Linked DNA regions of Mus musculus: region 1 is linked to region 2. Evidence: chromatin contacts called from public Hi-C data. All regions are on one chromosome and are shown on one strand. Each heading gives the region's core, a stretch centred on a gene start, on an enhancer-like site or on the middle of the called end of the contact. The rest is flanking DNA. Distances are from core to core; before and after follow the strand shown. Region 1 overlaps Pcolce2 (procollagen C-endopeptidase enhancer 2). Region 2 overlaps U2surp (U2 snRNP-associated SURP domain containing).

What was found. A called contact is a pair of places that touch in the nucleus more often than the background predicts.
Region 1: a contact with region 2 is called in a Hi-C map of liver, with 2.3 times the contacts expected there. The contact joins two enhancer-like sites. A contact is called at or near these places in 1 of 15 datasets of contacts at CTCF or cohesin (pro-B cells), 9 of 484 Hi-C or Micro-C datasets (the C10 cell line, the P5424 cell line, beige adipocytes and 6 more), 1 of 115 datasets of contacts at active chromatin or transcription factors (bone marrow-derived dendritic cells) and 1 of 9 other capture datasets (adipose tissue).

What each region holds. Positions count from the first base shown.
Region 1 is chr9:95,673,842-95,677,140 of GRCm38.p6, forward strand. The region is part of intron 3 of Pcolce2 (procollagen C-endopeptidase enhancer 2); the gene reads left to right. It also overlaps the pseudogene Itpa-ps2. Among named protein-coding and RNA genes, the nearest start is that of Gm39407, 31 kb to the right of the region's middle. Within about 2 kb of position 1,815, at least 50 of the 459 cell types and tissues checked have an H3K27ac peak or open chromatin away from gene starts, as enhancers often do. A contact at or near this core is called in liver, where this site is marked.
Region 2 is chr9:95,476,027-95,479,239 of GRCm38.p6, forward strand. It overlaps U2surp (U2 snRNP-associated SURP domain containing), which reads right to left. Exons shown (of 28, transcript NM_001357974.1): 20 at 1,374-1,496; 21 at 81-237. Among named protein-coding and RNA genes, the nearest start is that of Gm32133, 32 kb to the left of the region's middle. Within about 2 kb of position 1,510, at least 9 of the 459 cell types and tissues checked have an H3K27ac peak or open chromatin away from gene starts, as enhancers often do. A contact at or near this core is called in liver, where this site is marked.

The DNA of each region.
Region 1 (3,299 bases), core at 565-3,064, 200 kb after region 2:
AATAACCACATCTGTTGGAGAAAGTATTTAATCTCAATCTGGGGTTTCTACCCTGTCTTTGGTCATTCAGTTCCCAGATAAAAGACACACAGCTTTTATATTGTAATAAGCCTTAATCTGCACCAGGGCTGGGCACGCATCTACCTTCTATGCTATTATGTCTATTTCCCTGCCAATAGCCCCACAATATGATTTGCCATGTTCTGTCTGGGCTGCTCTTAACTCCAATCACCCAGCCCTCCTGGCCATGATTTTATGATTCTTGTCTCACGGCATCTTCTCTCTCCACCACCTTCTCCCTCCCCTGTGGTTCTTCTCATACATCAAGCCCAGGAACCCCAAGCTCCACCTAGTTCAGTTCTGCCCAGCTATAAGCTGTAGGCACCTTTATTCACTAATCTGGGATAACTTGGGGGCGGGGTGGGGGGGCAAGGTCCCGTAGTGTCTCTTGGGTCTATGTGCACACCCTCTAAATTCCTAAAGGCCACCAGGCCTTGGGGGCCAGTATTAAGCATTACAATATAAGCCAAAGACTTAAAAAAAAAAAAACTTCAACACGCATCAACAAAGAAGACATACACAAAAACAATCATGGCAGCCTCGCTATCAATAACTTACACTGAAAGCAACCTACCTGGGCCAGTTAATTTTCTGTCAGCTTGACACAAGCTAAGGTCATCTGCAATGAGGGTATCTCAATGGAGAAAGTGCCTCCATCTCTAGGCAAGTCTGTGGAGAAGTTTTTAATTAAGGATTGACGTGGGAGGACCAAGCCCACTATGGACGGCACCACTCCTGGGCCAGTGGTCCTAGGCTGCATAAGAACAGGCTGAGTAAACCACAGGGAGAAAGCCAGTCAGCAGTATTCCACCATAACCTCTTCTTCAGTTCCAGCCTTAAGTTCCTGCCCTGACTTCCCTTCATGAGTGACTGTGTCAGAACATATAAGCAAAATAAAATCCTGAAGTACCCACCTCCACCCCCAAGTCCCAAATTGCTTTTGGTCATGATGTTTTTGCTTTTTTTTTTTTTTTTTTTTTCAAAGCAGACACACCATTTATTTTGGAAACAAATGCCCTCCAGAATTTACATTTTCTACATTCTGTATGCAAAAGTTGTGTTTCTTTGCCAGACCCTTAACCAGATACGAAATGTAAACACTCCAATTTTTCTCAGGATCCCAGAGTCAGCAGCTGCAAGAACAACTCTTTTTTGTTGTTGCTTTGGTGTTTTGTTTTGTTTTTGAGACAGGGTCTCACTATGTAACTCTGGCTGTCCAGGAATTCACTATGCAAACCAGGCTAGTCTCCAACTCACAAAGATCTGTCTGCCTCTACCTCCCAAATTCTGGGACTAAAAGTGTGTATGCCTGGCCAAAGGCAACTCTTGAATCCTGAAGGGCAGGAGTTTAATATCAACTGGCCCAGCGTTCCCTGATGCAGAGCCAACTTCTCTTCCAAGAACTGGCTGCTGAAGCTGCCTGGATCCCCTGGCAAAGGGAAACCCAGAGAATCCTTGCCAGGAGTGCCTGCCTCCTGGGACATTCTACACTACCCCCTCTCTCCCTCCACACACCCACAGCCCTAGTGGTCACCAGTCCCAGCAGCCACACTAAAGTACTCCTGCAGCTTGAGCAGGGCTCGGAACCGACGAGAAATGGTGTTCTCAGCCTTTGGTATCTCTGTATATATTTGTTCATATCCATCAGGCGGAAAGCAGGGATCCCAGCCAAAGTCCCGGCAGCCTCGTGGTATCATAATCTGTCCCGAGGTCTGGCCTCTGAACAGGAGCACTGGCTGGCTTGGGTCCCCAGTGCTGAGAGCATAGTGCAGAGTGCATAGGCTGATTCGTCTGCAAAGCTAGTCAGGAGCTAGTGGAGACCTTTAGGCTTCAGCTTCTGCAGGAACCATCTTAGGTAGGGTCCAGGGAGTCCCCCAAGTGCATTAAAGCCTGGACACGTATTCTCCACCAGTACAGAGCCCTGCACCTAGCAAGCTGCCTCCAGTCACTTCTGTATGGAAATTTCACCTGGCTCTCCCTGGTACTCAGGAAGGTCAATGTTCCTGTGCCACCAAAGGGCGTGGAAACTTATCTCCTAGAATCTGAATGAGCTCCTCCAGCTTCTTTGCACTTCTCCTCACAAACACGTATCTTCTTCCCCACCAAAGGTGTGGCCACTGCAAGCCTGATTACAGTCTAGAATGCCCAAAAACCCTTTGCCCGGTCATTTATTATAACAATACATTTCAATCTACAACACAACCCAAAAGGAGCATCAGTAGAAGAATGGGCACACAAATGGCTGTGTGTGCAGACAGTGGAACACTACCCAACAGTGTAAAATACAACCACCAAAGACAGCAGCGGAAGACAGGGGGTGCCCCCTACAGGACTCAAGTTATACGAAGCTCCAGGATAAAACTACGGTGACAAGTTTTCAGAAAAGTGATATGATGGGTGTTTTGTGAGAGATGGATTCCATATCACCTCAGGAGTGTGGCTCACATGGGTGCATTTATTTGTCAATCTTGTAAAGTTAAGATTGATGAGTGTACCTTCCCAGACCTGTGACATTAAAATAATAAAACAATGAAGCAGGTGGAGGGGATTGAGTAACCACAGGGAGAAAACAGAAAACCAATGACAGCGGCTGACAATGGATGATGGGTGCGGCTGACAATGGATGATGGGTGCGGCTGACAATGGATGATGGGTGTGGCTGACAATGGATGATGGGTGTGGCTGACAATGGATGATGGGTGTGGCTGACAATGGACGATGGGTGTGGCTGACAATGGACGATGGGTGCGGCTGACAATGGATGATGGGTGTGGCTGACAATGGACGATGGGTGCGGCTGACAATGGATGATGGGTGTGGCTGACAATGGACGATGGGTGCGGCTGACAATGGATGATGGGTGTGGCTGACAATGGACGATGGGTGCGGCTGACAATGGATGATGGGTGTGGCTGGCAATGGATGCTGGGTACACAGGGGCCTCTCTATTCTATTCACTATATGTATGCTTTAAGTTTTCACTCATAGTTTAGAAATTATTCCAAACTCAAATTTTATAGTATGTTTTCTTAAATCTACGTATTTAAGACTTCTCCATGTTGAAAAAAACATTTTGTTCCTTTAGTCTCAGCTCAGTTATTTGTGAGTTCGTTCTAAGTGAAATTAGATTTCTAACTTTATATCAAAATAGATTTCTAAAACTCTTTCCTCGTATACAAAGTGCATATCAGTACTTGCATCCAGTATCTAAATTAAAATGTGTTACATGTTAACGGTGT
Region 2 (3,213 bases), core at 260-2,759:
TCTCCATACCATCACGTGAAAAACTTAAGGGATTTTGGCAACTAAACCTGTTAGTCTGAATGTTTAAAGTCCAAACTTACAAGGCACTCCATCCAGATCATCATCAAGACTCTTTATAGGGACCCCATCCAGGTCATCGATGGGAGTGGCATCGATGGGAATCCCATCCACATCCTCCAGAGGCGCCCCGTCAAGCTCCTCCTCGATGGGAGCACCGTCAAGATCATCCGGCACATCCTGCAAAACATGCACCACTCTCTCACTGTTAGATTAACTTAAAATCCAGTGCAGAGCAACATGACTAGATAGCCTTATCTCCAGACACAATGTAAATATGTTTTATTATCCAGACTGCAGAGACAGTAACTATCTGTACACTTATTTGCATAATATATATTAAAGGCTTATCCTTGAGATCAAGTAGCATATGAGTCATGGTGAAAAGTATCAGGCTTGGTTCGTCTGCCAAAGAGCTTAGTAAAGGTTTGTTTAAAAAGAAAATAAGTTAGAACAATAGATTGAAAGTGTACATCACCATCTTATTATACTATTTAATAATTAAATTTCCCTTAAAGAAGTCAAAAGGTTATCCTGAAGTTACACTTAGGCTGAGGTCTGGTAACACAGAAAATCCAGAAAGAGAAGAGCAGGTACAAAGAGCAGTGGAAGAGAAACACTGCACTGAAGAAACTGAAACAAAGAGTCTGAGAAGAGGGTAGAAGAGTAGCTGTCCCTTCACCAACTGCTGAGGGAGAGGAGAGCCAGAACATCCTGGAAGGAAGTGAAATGACACTGGAGAAGAGCAGAATCAGATGTGTGATGCACAGAGCACAGCTCCCTGCCTTCCAAAAGCAATTTACCTCAACCTCACCAAATGATATGGGAGTCAAGAGCCCACAAAAGCAAGACTCGGTAAGACTCCTCTACTACAGAAGCCCCAAAGGATAGACAGGCTGCAACATAGTAACATGAGAAAGATGAAAAAAAGCCCTCTACTAGGAAACTGAAAGATACTGATACAGGTTAGAAGTCAGAAGAAAGTAAGCCAGGCTGAGCTCTCAGGTTCAGTCATGTTGGTACAAGCAGTCACTGTACCTTTAACTTGATGAGACTTACTTGCAGTAAGTTTATCAAGGCCCCCTTGTTAGTTGAGGGGTTTCTGTGTATTATTTGTTTTCTAATATATCATAAATCTTTTCAAGTTACTAAAAACAAAACAAAAACAGCCACTATCCCATAAGAACACATTGAAAATCCCTGTCTTATGTAACACTGACTCTTGTATTATTTAATGGTAAACAGGTATTTTTCATAAAGAAATATATGTAATATTCCCCCTCCCCCAGAAAAATATTTAAGTACAGAATACCTACCTCTGTTTCCTTTTCTTCAATGATATTTACAAGTCCTAAGAAAATATTCTGAAGTTTGATCAAAAATGGTTCTGGATAAATTGCCCAATCTTCCCATGCTCTGAAGCAGGTCATTACCCGTTGCTAAGTTAATAGAAAACAGACAGTAAATGTCAAGTCCAAACTTGAGTTCATGGGAATACCATTGTTATTGCGAATTTCCCTTTAAGTTGCTAGATCATTTTTTCAAATTAAAAAAATTAACTACATATACCATTCCTGATTTTTTAAATCAATTCAATGCTATCTTCCAAGTAAACATAAATGCTGGGGGGAAAAAAAACTTGGATTATTTTTAATTAAGGTCAACTCTCATGTATATATGAGTCATATCTTGAAAAACAATCTCACAGTACCTTCTGACCACTAGAAACCAAAGCAATCAAGCTTTACTCTCAATCCATTATGATCCAATGAAGCACTTCCCGGTCCTGAATCTTCCCCACAGTAGTATATTCATTTATTCAATTGCTACCTTGGGCTTTAACTGGCTCTGTCCTAACACTGGTTTATAACCTAAGGTTCTCTGTCTTTCCTTTCTTTTTTTTGTTTTTGTTTTTTTTTTTTCTTTTCTTTTTTTTGGTTTTTTGAGACAGGGTTTCTCTGTGTAACAGCTCTGGGTTTCCTGGACTCTTTCGCTTTGTAGACCAGGGGGGCCTGAACTCAGAGAGATCCATCTGCCTCTGCCTCCCCAGTGTTGAGATTAAAGGTGTGCACTACCACGCCCAGTCGCATAGTCTTTCATTTAAGAGGTTACTAAAATGAAAAATAAAAACTGAACAGGCTTTTTTTCCCCTGAAAACAGCACATTAAAATTATTAATAACCTGTCTTGAATGTGTATTTACAATCTAAACAAGAGCAGTGACCAGCACTCCTCACCCTCCTAAAATTTTGAATCTTCCACCACACAACCCCAGAAAACTCTGAAGATCAAATTTTCGAGTCCTTATCAAGGCCATTCTTCAGGCACCTCTGTGCTCCAGCACTGTTGAGCAGGTCATGGGTTCCCATCTGCAAACACCCACTGCACCTCAACACAGCTGGACAGGACTGTGTCGTCAGTGGCACTGTCTTCATAATGACACACTCACACTGGGGTCCATAGGGCCTTCCTCCTCTGGTGGCATCTTGTGGTAGACAGCCACTCCGTTACTCAGTCTTCCCAAAGCACCAGGCCCTCCTGGGAGACGTGGCTGACTGCTGTCCTCCACGCTCAGTTTCAGATCCGCACACAAGCTCAAGCATGGTAGGTCCCTCAGCAGGCCCAGGGTTAAATGGCACCCCCAGGCCTTATGCCACAGCATGTGAGGCCACACATCACAACCACCTGCCATACTAGAGCCACCAATGCCCTGAAGATACTTTCTAAACAACCATAAATAACTAAAATATATGTTCCTAATCCAGACAAATTTAATATACTATTATAAAACAAATAAATAGTCTTCAGGATGTGAAGAGGGGGAAAAAAAAACCCAGTATTAAAATATTTAAGTAAGGCATGAGGACCTGAGTTCAGCTCTCAGCACCTGTATCAGTTGGCTCATAAAATTTCCTGTAACTCCAACTCCAGGGGAATCCTATGCCTCTGGCCTAGGGAAGCACCTGCACTCCACATGCATACACCCACAAAGAGATACATATATATATAACTAAAATTAATTATTCATTAAAGAAATTTTAAATAAAAATATTTAAATAACATAAAACTAAAAGCTACCTGACAATACAGAATTTAAAAACCTAAAGAATCACTACTCTTTTACAGCCCTCTAATGCCCTCCTCCACTTCAGAGGTC